Linked DNA regions of Mus musculus: all the other regions are linked to region 3. Evidence: chromatin contacts called from public promoter capture Hi-C data. All regions are on one chromosome and are shown on one strand. Each heading gives the region's core, a stretch centred on a gene start, on an enhancer-like site or on the middle of the called end of the contact. The rest is flanking DNA. Distances are from core to core; before and after follow the strand shown.

Region 1 (3,204 bases), core at 308-2,807, 1.2 Mb after region 3:
GAGTGAAAGGTGAAGTGTCTCTGTTCCCAGGACAGAATGGCAATCAGGTTTTATTAGGGAAACATGGATGCAAAATGAAGAAACTTTCCGTTACACTATTTCTGTTTTGCCATGCTGAGGGACATGGTGTAAGAGTCTAGAGTCACATGATCATGTGTGATTTGGCTTCTTAGAGCTTACTGAGGCTGAAGCTTGCTTTGGGTTAACATACATATTTATTTGAAATTGTTTACTTAGTTTTGCTGATGTTTACAGTTTAAGCATGAATGCTGTTATTTTTAAGAACTACTTGTTTTTGTTGCACAACAATTCTATAGACCCATTGTTTCTTATAACATGTCTTTGACAAATATTGAGGAAGTGCCAATCAAACCATACACACAAGGACAGCTACCACACAAAGCAAAAACAAATCCATGTAACCCAGAATTTAGACAACTCAGGTGTCTGTACTCTGTGGCTAAGAATACAGAATATTACCTCATGGGAAACAGTCCTCGCTTTTGAGAAAATCAATACTTATGTCTGATCTAACAGCTCTTCTTTGATTACAACACAAACAAAATAGCAAAGAAGGACTTGGATGGACCTTTGAGCTGTAGTGATCATGGCAGCTGTGTTCACAATACCCACATTGTGGAGACAGCCCAGACTCCCACCAACAGATCACCAACAGATGCATACATTAACACAGTCTGACAATGTGCACAATAGAATATTATTCAGCCAAAGAAGGGAATAAAATTAACTACTGTACACAACTTTGTAGACCTTAATAGACTTAGGCTAGACACAGACTCCTACAGGTCAGACAACACATAACCTGCCTCCCCTGCCCTGCCCTCAGTCCCAGATGAGCATGAGGACATTATGCCAAGGAAGGAGAATGTGCAGAATCTCCAGAAGTTAGATACAGGTGACGTCACTTAACTCCAGAAACCAGGCTCTCTGCAGCTTAGTTCCATGTATGAAATAAGACTAGCAGCCCAAACAAAATGCACATAGCACTACGTAATCTCTACATCTCACATACAACATAAACATCAATATAGAACTGGATTATCTTCTTACACTTAATTCAAAGTCAGTGAGGTAGGAACTAAGTTATTTCCAGATAGATGTTTGCCAAGCTCTTGTGCTGAGTTTTCCTCACACGGTTCCTCCACAGAGACTTTCCTCTGCCTACAGTTGCCTGTGAACCAGGGCAGGAGCTGTTGTGGTCCCAGCTGAGGCAGGACCAGGGCTCTTCCCATAGTTTGTCTAACAGAGCAGGGCAGCCAGCAGTGTCAGGCTGCCACTTTGTATCTGTCCTTTATCAGAGGAAAGAAACTGACCTCCTAGACCTAAAGCCAGCCACAGCCCCCTGCAGACCAGAGAGCTCATAATCTGCCTCCCTTCCCCCTCCCTCAGTTGCCCCTTTGACTTGGAAATCAAGCTGAGGTCCAGACTAAGTTGCTCCTTAAAGAAAGGAAAAGTAAATATACCTGGTCCCACAGCACAGGTCCAAGTGCAGTTCTCAGCTGCTGCTGCCTCCTCAGGCTCCCTTCTGCTCTCCTCCCTCCTGCTCTCTTTGCTCCTCTTTTATGTAAGCTGACCACACACACACACACAGAGAGAGAGAGAGAGAGAGAGAGAGAGAGAGAGAGAGAGAGAGAGAGAGAGAAGGAGTTAAAAGAAATCACATGCTGCAGCAGAAACAAAACTGAAAGTAAAATAAAATAGGCCATGTTAACTTGGCCAAGACTGGAAAGGGAGGTCAGAGGTTCCTGTCTATCCCGAAAAGCCAGTGTGATACTCTGTTGCAGCCAAGGGACAGCAGGCCTCCACTGTGGAATCTGTTTACCTTCTCTTTCCTTGGAACCCATTTCCAGTTTCCTCCAGCCTTCTTGGCACAGATAAAGCACAGTAAAACCCAGGCAGCCATCAGTGGAAATTACAAAATCCGGGAGTATTGCAAGTGTGCTTCTCTCAGGGGAAATTCCCAGTGCTTTCTGATCAAACATGTTTAATGTTTTAAACATGTGTTTTCTAAAGCAGGAACCATCCCTGTTGCCATTTCTTCTGGGCTGCCCCACAATTACCTGGCAACAGCCAGGTGGGCATGACTCACTATAAAAGGGGCTGCTTGTACCCTCACATACCCCCCTCTCTTGCTCAATTGTCCTCTCTTCCTTTTTTACCCTCTTTCTTCTCTGTCCCTCCTCCTCCTTCCTCCCCTCTCTATCCCTCTTTCTTTGTCTCTACTAACCCCTCAACTCCCCTCTCCATGTCTTAAATAAACTGTATTCTATACTATACAATTGTGTGGCTGGTACCTCAGGAAGAAGGTAATGCTTCAACACTGGCCCTCAGAGGTACCCCTTTTCACCTCAACATACCAGGTATGACGTTTGTATATTCTTGGACCAGAGGGTGGCACCATTTGGAGATGTGGCCTTGTTGGAATAGGTGTGACCTGGTTGGAATAGGTGTGTCACTGTGGTTGTGGGCTTAAGATCCTCACTCTAGTTGCCTGGAAGTCAGTCTTCCACTAGCAGCCTTTGGATGAAGACATAGAACTCTCATCTCTGCCTGTGCCACGCCTGCCTGGATGCTGCCATGCTCCCACCTTGATGATAATGGACTGAACCTCTGAACCTGTAACCCAGCCCCAATTAAATGTTGTTTTTTTATAAGACTTGCCTTGGTCATGGTGTCTGTTCACAGCAGTAAAACCCTAACTAAGACACCAGACAGCCACCAAACATATACCTGACTTCTTTTTCTTTTCATAAAACACAACAGTCAATTTTAAAACCTGATTTTAAAAGAAGCAATTAAAGAATAGTAAGTAGGAGTTGTGTTCAATATAGAAGCTAAGAAAACTTCAGAGATGGAAGCTGAAAAATGAAAGCTTTAATTTCTGAGCCCTTAGGGAGGCAGACTGGGGTCTGAACTTTGTCCCTGATGGGAGATTGAACACCATTTGTAAAGGATGAAACACAAAGCAGGGGGGAGCTGTAGAGTGATCCATTGTGATTTCACAGGAAGGATTAAACAAGGGAGTACCCCTTAGAGGCGGTGTTGGCATCAGGACATCCCAAACCTGTGACATCACATAGGCGACAGCATGACCTGCTACCTTCTGACTGGTTGCCAAGACAACAGGCACCATATTCCCAACATCCACTTGACTCACCTGTGTTACATCATTTTCCATATAAA
Region 2 (3,003 bases), core at 161-2,660, 1.1 Mb after region 3:
AGGCTTGCTTTGGGTTAACATATATATTTATTTGAAATTGTTTGCTTAGGTTTGCTGATGTTTGCAGGTTTAGCATAAATGAAGTTATTTTAAGAGCTACTTGGTTTTGTTGCTCAATAATTCTTCAGACCCAGTGTTCATTATAACGTGGCTTTGAAAAACAGTGAGGAAGTGCCAATCAAATCACAAAGCATCACTTCATACACACAAGGACAGCTACCACACAAGGCAAAAACAAATACATGTCACCTGGAATTTAAACAACTCAGGTGTCTGTACTCTGCAGCCTAGAACACAGAATATTACCTCACAGGAAACAGTCCTGACTTCTGAGATAATATATAGTTATGTTTGACCTAAAAGCTCTTCTTTGATTACAACATAAACAAACTAGAAAACAAGGACTTGGATGGACCTTTGAGCTGTATTGATCATAGCATCTGTATTTACAATACCCACAATGTGGACACAGCCCAGTCTCCCACCAACAGATCACCAACAGATGCATACATTAACACAGTCTGATAGCATGCACAATAGAATGTTATTCAGCAAAAAAAAAAAAAAAAAAAAAGGAATAAAATTCTACTGCACACTACTTTATAGACCTTCATATACTTAAGGCTATCCATGGACCCTGCAGACCAGACAACACAGTAACCTACCTCCCCTGCCCTGTCTTTAGTCCCACATGAGCATGAAGACATTATGCCAAGAAAAGAGAATGTGCAAAATCCTAAGACGTTAGATACAGGTGACATCACTTAATTCCAGAAACCAGGCTCTCTGCAGCTTAGTTCCATGTGAAATAAGACTAGCAGCCCAAACAAAATGCACATAGCACTACGTGATCTCTACATCTCATACAACATAAACATCAAGAGAGAACTGGACTATTTTCTTACACTTAATTCAAAGTCAGTGAGGTAGGAACTAAGTTATTTCGAGATAGAGGTTTGCCAAGCTCTTGTGCTGAATTTTCCTCACAGGGTTCCTCCACAGAAAGACTTCCCTCTGACTACAGCTGCCTGTGAACCAGGGCAGGAGCTGTAGCTGTGGTCCCAGCTGAGGCAGGACCAGGGCTCTTCCCACAGCTTCTCCAACAGAGCAGGGCAGCCAGCTGTGTCAGGCTACAACTTTGTATCTGTCCTTTGTCAGAGGAAAGAAACTGACCTCTTAGACCTAAAGCCAGCCACAGCCCCCTGCAGACCAGAGAGCTCATAATCTGCCTCCCTTCCCCCTCCCTCAGTTGCCCCTTTGACTTGGAAATCAAGCTGAGGTCCAGACTAAGTTGCTCCTTAAAGAAAGGAAAAGTAAATATACCTGGTCCCACAGCACAGGTCCAAGTGCAGTTCTCAGCTGCTGCTGCCTCCTCAGGCTCACTTCTGCTCTCCTCCCTCCTGCTCTCTTTGTTCCTCTTTTATGTGCGCTGACCACACACACACACACACACACACACACACACACACACACACACACACACACAGGATGCAGCAGAAACAAAACTGAAAGTAAAGTAAGCCAAGGCATTGTTAACTTGGCCAAGACTGGAAGGGGAGGTCAGAGGATGCTTAGTGTCAGAAAAGTCAGTGAGAAACTGTGTTGCAGCCAAGGGACAGCAGGCCTCCACTGTGGAAAGAGTTTACATTCTCTTTCTTTGGAACCCATCTCCAGTTTCCTCAGCCTTCTAGGCACAGATAAAGCACAGTAAACCCAGACCCCTATCAGTGGAAATGACACAATCTGGGAGGATTGCACGTGTGCTTCTCTCAGGGGAAATTCCAGGTGCTTTTTGAGTGAAGAGCTTTAATGTTTTAAACGTGTTTTCTAAAACAGGAACCATAACTGTTGCCATTTCTTTCTGGACTCTGTCCCACAGTTTCCTGACAACAGCGAGCTGGGCATGACTCACTATAAAAAGGGCTGCTTGTCCACTCTGCCCTCTCTCTCTCCCTCTCTCTCTCTCTCTCTCTCTTTCAATCTCTCTCCCTGAGATCTTCCTCTCTTCCTTTCTTACCCTCTTCTTTCTCAAGTCCTCTCCCTGCTTCCTGTCTCCCTCTCTCTGTTCCTCTTTCTCTGTCTCTACTACCCTTTCAAATCCCCTGTCCATGTCCAAAATAAACTCTATTCTATACTATACAATTGTGTGGCTGGTACCTCAGGAGGACAGGATGCCTCAGCATGCCCCCACCCCCCATACCACCTTCCACTTCACCATACCCCACCTCCACCACACATATCCCTGGCTTCTTTTTCTTTTTCAGAAAACACAACAGTTGTTCTGAAAACTGTTTTTAAAGAAGTAATTAAAGAATAGTAAGTAGGAGTTGTGTTCAGGGTAGCAGCTAAGAAAACTCACTTCAGAGGTGGAAGCTTAAAAATGAAGCTTTATTTTCTGAGCTCTTAGGAAGGCAGCCAGTTTGGGATCTGAACTTTGTCCCTGATGGGAGATTGAACACCATTTGTAAAGGATGAAACACAAAGCAGTGGGGAGAGCTGCAGAGTGTGATCCATTGTGTTTTCACAGGAAGGATTAAACAAGGGAGTACCCCTTGGAGACTGGGCCATATCCAGGCACCTAGCTTCAGGGTCCTTAATTTATTCTCCTAGACATTAGGTGCAGAACTCAGAGTGATAAAGGGACAAAGGAGCAGGTCAGCAGCATGGAGGTAAACTGGTACCTTAATTCTACTTCAGTGAACTCTCTCTCTATTCATCATGAATATTATCAAATACCTATTTCTGTATAGAAAGAAACAAAAGTACCAAATAATGTGCGACAATGAAATACTCAATGCACAGTACCACACCAGAATATGACTTAAAAAGGAGACTCACAAATCCTCTGACCTTGACTCCTGGTCCTAAGACTTATACTAGTGAAGATGTAAGAGCAGAAAACATTGAGTTACTGTAGAATGTTTGTACCATGATTGTTGTCAGGTAACTATGCCATAGAATATTTTTTTTAAATACTGGGTGGTCAAAGACAGAACATTTCCA
Region 3 (3,234 bases), core at 461-2,960:
AGGAATTCATATTTTGCTCCAGAAGAAACTAAGATCCTTTAAGGTGTGAACTATGCTTTTTTATATCAACAATACTTTAAGAAAAATGCTATCTGAAAGAGCTGCCAAAGACAATGCCTGGGCTACAGAGACAGCTCAGCAGTTAAGAGCACTGGCTTGCTTCTCTTCCAGAGGACCTGGGTTCAAATCCTAGCACCTATATGGTAGTGCACAGTCGCCTGTAACTCCAGTCTTGAGGAATCTAAAGTTCTCTTCTGGACTATACGGGCACTAAAGACTTGGGGTGCACAGATACTCAGGCAAAACCCCTGTCCATCCACATAAGTAAGTAAATCTTAAAACAAAACAAAACAAAACCAAACCAAAACCACTAGCCTGTTTGAGGATACTAGTTAAAGTCACAAGGAAAGATTTTTATTGGCTACTGCTGCCGTAGGAAAGCCTACATTATGAACTGGGTTCTAGTTTCATTAAAAAAAAAAACCAAAATAAAAAAAAAAGAATAGGGATCTTGAAGGCCGGGGAATGGTGCTGAAGGATCTAAGGTGTTCGTGTGTGTGTGTGTGTGTGTAGAAACAAACGTGTTTCTTATGACAGGAGCAGTGGAGCAAGCTGAAAACAACCATCTCTGGAAGGGGCTGGAGCCCAAGGTGATTTATCTTCCTGAGTGCTCGCTCACACCTCAACGACATGTCTACCACATCTCCAGGAAACTGTGGGGTGGTAGGCTTATGCCCCAAAGTGCAGAGAAAGAAAATATAATCTTTACTTTGCTCCAGGGATCTGCCTATCTGTCACCAGGTTTGGGCAGGGGTGGGGAGGAAATTTCCCATACTTTTAGTTTTTCTAAGCGGGCATTTTAAGGGGTGTAGTATAGTCACGAAGGCAACGCCCTGAAGTGTTACTGTGCAGTCCTTTTTTCTTGCTGTCCCATCCCAAGAGTGCTGTGGATTTCAGGATACTGTTAGTATTTGATTGGCCTGGCTTTAAGAGCCAACGCCATACGGTGTGTTTTGCAAGGCCCAAAGTTGATGATAGGCTTAGAATATGTCTCATCAACAATTAAACGAATGAAACCTGGAGTGCAAGCCGCGATGCACGCCTGGCTTTACCACTTTCAATCTGGCTAACTTTAGTCCTTCGTTCGTTATTATCCAGACCGCGTGCCACTTTCACAGCTTGTCTGTAAGTTTTGGCTTTGGGGTTCGAAAGTGGGAAACCGAGGCCGGCTTTCCTTTTGGACAAGAGGTTTATCAGAGTCACCAACACCACGGACAGCACCGTGAAGGGGGCTCTGGGGAGCCCAGGCTGCGTTCCAGGGTTGGGGGATTCCCTCCTTAAGGGTTAGGGGTCACGTGACTGGCCTGATCACGTGACCGGCGGGACGCCCACATTTTGTTGTTCACAGGCGGTCTCTGAATCCGGTATGCGGGCAAGTTTCGAAAAGCAAGTTACTTGGCTTCTGGAAACCAAACCAAGGTGTTTCAAGACTCGTCACTGACTCATCCTACGTCTTCTCAAACCTCGCATGGCTCACGTGACTCCTCCGTACGGCCCTCCTCTCCTGGAAGCACGTGGTCGCCCCTGACCCTCCTTCCGCTCAGCCTCAGGGTTCTGGGTCTCCGCGTCCTGCCGCGCCGCGGCACTCCAGTTCGCCTGCGCAGACGGAGAGGCCTGGCACACAGGTTAGTTTGCGGCGTGGCCGTAAAGCGCGGTCGCGCGTCGGGTACGTCGTGGGGCTGCTGGCGCCGCCGGCCAGCGGCGCTGGGGGAGCGCGGCCGGGTCCTAGTGCCCGCTGGCTGCAGGTTCGGGGCTCAAGGCGGGGCTCCGGGCGAGGCCGGCCACCTCCGAACCCTCGCGGGCCGCGCGCCAGGCGCCAGGCGCCGATGGCCGGCCGCTCCCTGGGGCAGGCGGTAGCCACCGTGTCGCTCTCGGTGGCCCTCGCGTCAGTGACTGTCCGGTCCTCAGCCTGCCGCGCCGTCCCCGCACCCAGGTACCCCGATTCTAGGACGGGCTGCGGTTCCGAGACCTCGGGTGGACCTGCGATCCCCTCCTTCCTTTTCCAGAGGTTATGTAGGCTGTGCTGAAGTACTGGATTTTGGGAAGCCAATAGCAAGGACCCTTCTCGATCTCTGACTTTTTAATTTGCCCATCCAGATAAGGCGCCAACGCTAATTCATAGATCACCAGAGTTTGAAGAGCATTTATGGTGTGTTGCTCCGTGCTAGAGGTGATACCGAGTCCATATAATGGAATATACTGTTAATATATACTGTTAATCTGAGTAGCAGACAGTGTTTTCTGTGCGCTGGAAGGCGCTGATTATTGGCTTTTGGGTAGACTGGAGATGAAGTGTGCGCACAAGTGCCTCAGTACTGGGAACCTCGTTCTTTCCCTTCTCTCCTGGGCGAGGTGGCCGCAACTTTATTTCCTAGTGACTTGGAAAGTTTGTAAGTTTGGTTCTGTTAAGTTCTCTGACACCAGTGTCTTCCTTAAAACACATACCACCCACGCCTCAAGCTTGACTTTTATCTAGGAGGCAAACTCACCAAGCTTTCGGTTCCGAAGAGGAAAGAGGTTAGTTCCCTGGCAATTTGGGCTCCGTGTGAGACCGAGTTTGGAATTTCTGTGGGCTTCCCAAACAGGAGTGACATATTCCTTCACCTCATTGAAAATAGAATTACTTCTGCTGTGGTTTGTAGGCCCCACGGTGCCATCCCCTTTCTGCTTTCCTGACAGTGCTTAAAACCCCTCAATCAGAGTGTCCTCTTTCTGCTGGTGTGGGTTAACACCCTTTATACACCTTCTTCAGTGGGGCTTGCTGAGGGGAGAACTTCCTGCTCTCTGGAAGTCACTAATGGCATTTTTGTTGGTTGTTACCAGAACAACGAAAAGCTCATTGGTGATTTCTAGCACGACAGGGAAAGGAACACTTAAAGAAGTATATCCAGAACTGAAACTGCTTATTCCAAAGAAAAACCCAAAGCTAAGTCAACAAGTGTTTGTTGAGTGCCTGCTGGTCTAGACAGATGATTGTAAAACATCTGTCGAGAAACAAAAGACGTGTAACTTCAAGAGTTTTGTGACTACAGTTTTCTTTAGGAGCTTGGCCCCTCATCCACTGATCACCTTCCATGCCCATGTTTATGTAGGTAGCACTAATTAGACTATCTTAAAAGGCTATCTAAAAGGAAACAGAAGGAGCCAGAAGAGGGGGCTGGAGAGATAGCTCAG
Region 4 (3,370 bases), core at 183-2,682, 1.4 Mb after region 3:
ATCCCCATTGAATTTAAACTGACCACCAAGCTTATAATCTCTGGCTGTAGAGACGAGGACACAAAGGGTTAAGTAACTTCCCCAAAGTCACACAAGCAGCCATGTTGTTGTGACAGAAAACATTATTAGGGTCTTGGAGGAGGAAATGTCCCTTCTCAAACATTAAGCCAAGAAAAAAATCAGAAACGTCCAGCTTATAATGTTAGAATACTCTGATTCTATTACAGCACTTACTTTTCCCCCTCAAACTGATACTTAAAAAACTCTTTGTCTGGGGGCTGGAGAGATGGTTCAGTGGTTAAGAACACTGCTTTTCCAGAGGTCCTGAGTTCAATTCCCAACAACCACGTGGTGGCTCAAAATCATCTCTAACAGGATTGGATGCCCTCTTCTGGTGTGTCTGAAGACAGCTACAGTATGCTCACATAAAAATACAAATCTTAACAAGAAAATAAAAAAACAAACACCTCTTTGTCCAGGTGGTAAGCAGTTTGAGGGCCATACTTACATCTAGAATTACAAATGTGTACACAAGGTCATACACACAATTTAATGACAATATGTTGTATGTTCAAATGAAAGAATTAAAAAAAAAAGATGTGTGTGTGTGCAGTGTGTGTGCCACGTATGTGGGTGCACGTGTGCGGGGGAGCACATATATGTAGGTGCACATGTGTGTGGGAGCACATATATGTAGGTGCATATATGTGTGGATGCCTTTGGAGGCCAGAAGAGGGTGTCAGAACGTTTGGAGCTGGAGTTGTCGGCAGCTGTGAACAGAATTCTGGTCTTCTGCAAGAACAGTCTGTGCTCTTAGCTGTGGAGCCGTTAGTCCTCACAGTGTTTTCAATGTTTGCTTCAGACTCAATGCAACTGCCACTCAGAGTGAATTGGACAAGGACCGGGTATAGCAGTGACTTCCAGGGCAGTTCGGGCTGGAGTTCTGATATGACTGGTCGCTACTGGATACAGCGCAGTCTTCCACACCTTCGTAGTGTGTGGAGGTATTGGGTGCCCAACTGATCAGGTGACTCAAATGCTGTCTTCTTTTACTCCTCTGGGAGTGTTTTGTTACCTAGGGATGGGAACACCATAGCAACTAAGAGATACAAATCTTGCTGAATTGAATCCTTGTGCTAGAAATAACCTGGACAAAGACTGAGCTTAAAACAGAACAGGGAGGGTGTGGGGGAGTTAAAGATTCGAGGAGGAGGATAGAACTATTAAATAGCCCAGAGTTCTGAATTTGGATTAAATTTTTGCTTAACTTGCAAGGCACACTGTTACTCTTCAAATACAGGGCCATTAACAGGAGAAGAATGTGGATGGGGGACAGGTGACCATCCTCAATGAAATACTATTATGTGTACTCCCTCTATCTTGTCACCTCACGCTGAAGATAAAGACACTGGAAAGAAAAAGATGGTATTGGAGGCCCAGAAGCTGCTTAGTTTCTCCTCCTTCCCAGGGGCCCTACAACCTTTCCAGTCACTCGACTTAAAGAGCGTTAAAGGGACTTCACTAAGGCAGGCTCTGCGCGGCACACCCCACCCTTCCTGGTAGAGTAAGTTGTGTCAATAACAAGTTTCTCAGGGGTGCACACGTGAGAAGGCAGGGGTCTTCTGCTGGGGTGGAGCGCCTGGGGAACGGCCATAAGGCCCGGCTCCTGGGTTTCTGGAATGCAGCCCCAGCTCCTGGCGAGGCGTGTGGCTGCCATGCACCGCGGATGCCAGGCTGGGCGAGTGCATCCGGGCGGCCGCATGGCGTTGGCTCCGGGAGGTGGCAGCTGCGCTTTGTGTGCAGCAGGAGGGTGAGTCACCGGCCCCCGCGGTTCGTCCCAAGGCCGGGTGGACTCTCGGGCCGGGTGGCGGAGCGATCCGGGTAAGGGCGGCTCGGAGGCGGCGCTGCGCGTCCCCGGCTCCCGCCTGCGCAGCCTGCGCAGCCCGCGCGCTCCGCTCCTCCTCCGCGCGCGAACTTAGTCAGCGGTTCGCGCCGCCGCGCGCCCATTGGCCGGCCGCGCGCGCCGCGTCACAATGGAGCGGCTCCGGGGCGGCGAGCCGGGCAGCGCCGGGGCTTCCCGCTGAGCCGCAGCCGCCGGAGTGCGGGCGCCGGCCGCTCGGCTCGCCCCGGCCGGCCGGGCAGCGCGGGCCTGGGGGCTCCGACACGAAGGTAGGCGGGGACGGCGGGGGAAGGGGGAGCGCAGCAGCAGGTGGGGGCGGCAGGGCAGGTGCTGTTACCTGGCGGCGCCTCACCTGGGTCTCCCGCTGCGGGCAGGTGGCACAGTCACCTGCTAAGCCGCGGTCGCCCGGCTCCCACGCCCCCGGGGGAAGGAGGGCGCGGTCCCTTGCGGGCACCTCTCCTGGATGTTGGGGTCAGATGGGGCGAGAGGAGGGGGCGGCCGCGCCCAGGCGGTGCCTTCGTTGTCCCTACGGCTGAACACGCACCTGTGTATCCACCACCCCCCTCCCCGCCCCCGAAGGGAAAGGCCCTCCCTCTCCACCCTGGTCTCCCCTTAAGTGAAGGCGCTCGCTCGAGGGGGTCCACACCAGGTCCCCGCCGTTTGCCCCCTGCCCTGGAGCCTCCTGTCGACATTTTATGCTCTGGGGTATTTACTGGCCTACAGCTGTGATTTTAGCGTTTGAGCTGGAAGGGGTCAACTGATTTCCATTTAAAGACTCGGTGGTTCCTCCTCCTAGGTTGCAGGTGCTGACAGGTCAGAAGGAAGAGGCTCGGTAATCCGTGTCCTCAACTGACTTCCCAAAGTCCGTAGGTTGCTTATAGTCATGTGTTTGTGGAAGACTTTGATGTGTGGTTAGAAAAACTACCACTAGGATCCCTTTGCACCCCCACCCCAGAGGACAAACCTAAATTTAAAAGTCAATACCAGCGTATGGACTTCTTGAATACATTCTGGTCTTGTCTGAGAACTTAACAGGAAAAAACAAAACAAAACAAAACAAAAACAACTGCTATATAAAAATAAGAGAGAACGTTTAAAATATCGTAAATGTGAAACCAATTTAGATAATTTGTTCAGTGTCCGTTAAGAAATTAGAGACTGAGAGTGTAGCCCCAACAGGCTTAGCAAAGGCAAGGTTGGGGCTTCAGTGCCCTCCAAAGTACTACTACTGTTGCATATGACAATGATAATAGTAACAATAACTGCTTTCCAGGACATCTGTGTTTTTTGCCTAAATGTATGACTGAAGTATATATGGGAGAGTGTACTACAGTGTCAGTACACTCAAAATGAACAAATCCCGCTTCCTAAGAAGGCACAGTACTGTGTTCTGAGCTGCGGATGCCAATGTCACTTTTCTATTGCCCCGAGCCTTCCTCGTGATCAGGTCTGTTCTTGACAAGAATAAGA

The links. Promoter capture Hi-C pulls out the DNA fragments that hold promoters and counts their contacts.
Region 1: a promoter capture Hi-C map of liver shows a contact between it and region 3, with 2.7 times the contacts expected there. The contact joins the promoter of Gbp6 here to the promoter of Nudt9 in region 3. A contact is called at or near these places in 3 of 39 promoter capture datasets (the 3T3-L1 cell line, hippocampal neurons and liver) and 2 of 115 datasets of contacts at active chromatin or transcription factors (large pre-B cells and thymic regulatory T cells).
Region 2: a contact with region 3 is called in a promoter capture Hi-C map of pre-B cells, with 7 times the contacts expected there. The contact joins the promoter of Gbp9 here to the promoter of Nudt9 in region 3. A contact is called at or near these places in 1 of 39 promoter capture datasets (pre-B cells), 1 of 484 Hi-C or Micro-C datasets (B cells) and 2 of 115 datasets of contacts at active chromatin or transcription factors (microglia and pro-B cells).
Region 4: a promoter capture Hi-C map of pre-B cells shows a contact between it and region 3. The contact joins the promoter of 4930542N06Rik here to the promoter of Nudt9 in region 3. A contact is called at or near these places in 5 of 39 promoter capture datasets (the HPC-7 cell line, HPC-7-derived erythroid cells, erythroid cells and 2 more), 1 of 15 datasets of contacts at CTCF or cohesin (pro-B cells) and 5 of 115 datasets of contacts at active chromatin or transcription factors (astrocytes, large pre-B cells, pancreatic cancer cells and 2 more).

What each region holds. Positions count from the first base shown.
Region 1 is chr5:105,292,142-105,295,345 of GRCm38.p6, forward strand. It overlaps Gbp6 (guanylate binding protein 6), which reads right to left and starts at 1,558. Exons shown (of 11, transcript NM_194336.2): 1 at 1,485-1,558.
Region 2 is chr5:105,108,882-105,111,884 of GRCm38.p6, forward strand. Gbp9 (guanylate-binding protein 9) reads right to left here and starts at 1,411. Exons shown (of 11, transcript NM_172777.4): 1 at 1,324-1,411.
Region 3 is chr5:104,045,154-104,048,387 of GRCm38.p6, forward strand. Nudt9 (nudix (nucleoside diphosphate linked moiety X)-type motif 9) reads left to right here and starts at 1,711. Exons shown (of 8, transcript NM_028794.4): 1 at 1,711-1,993. The coding sequence starts at 1,887. Mir5619 (microRNA 5619) reads left to right here and starts at 2,850; the gene lies at 2,850-2,910.
Region 4 is chr5:105,413,744-105,417,113 of GRCm38.p6, forward strand. 4930542N06Rik (a long non-coding RNA gene) reads right to left here and starts at 1,433. Exons shown (of 2, transcript XR_389449.3): 1 at 509-1,433. It overlaps Lrrc8b (leucine rich repeat containing 8 family, member B), which reads left to right and starts at 2,032. Exons shown (of 5, transcript NM_001033550.3): 1 at 2,032-2,169. Gm32051 (a long non-coding RNA gene) reads left to right here. Exons shown (of 2, transcript XR_389452.2): 2 at 1-179.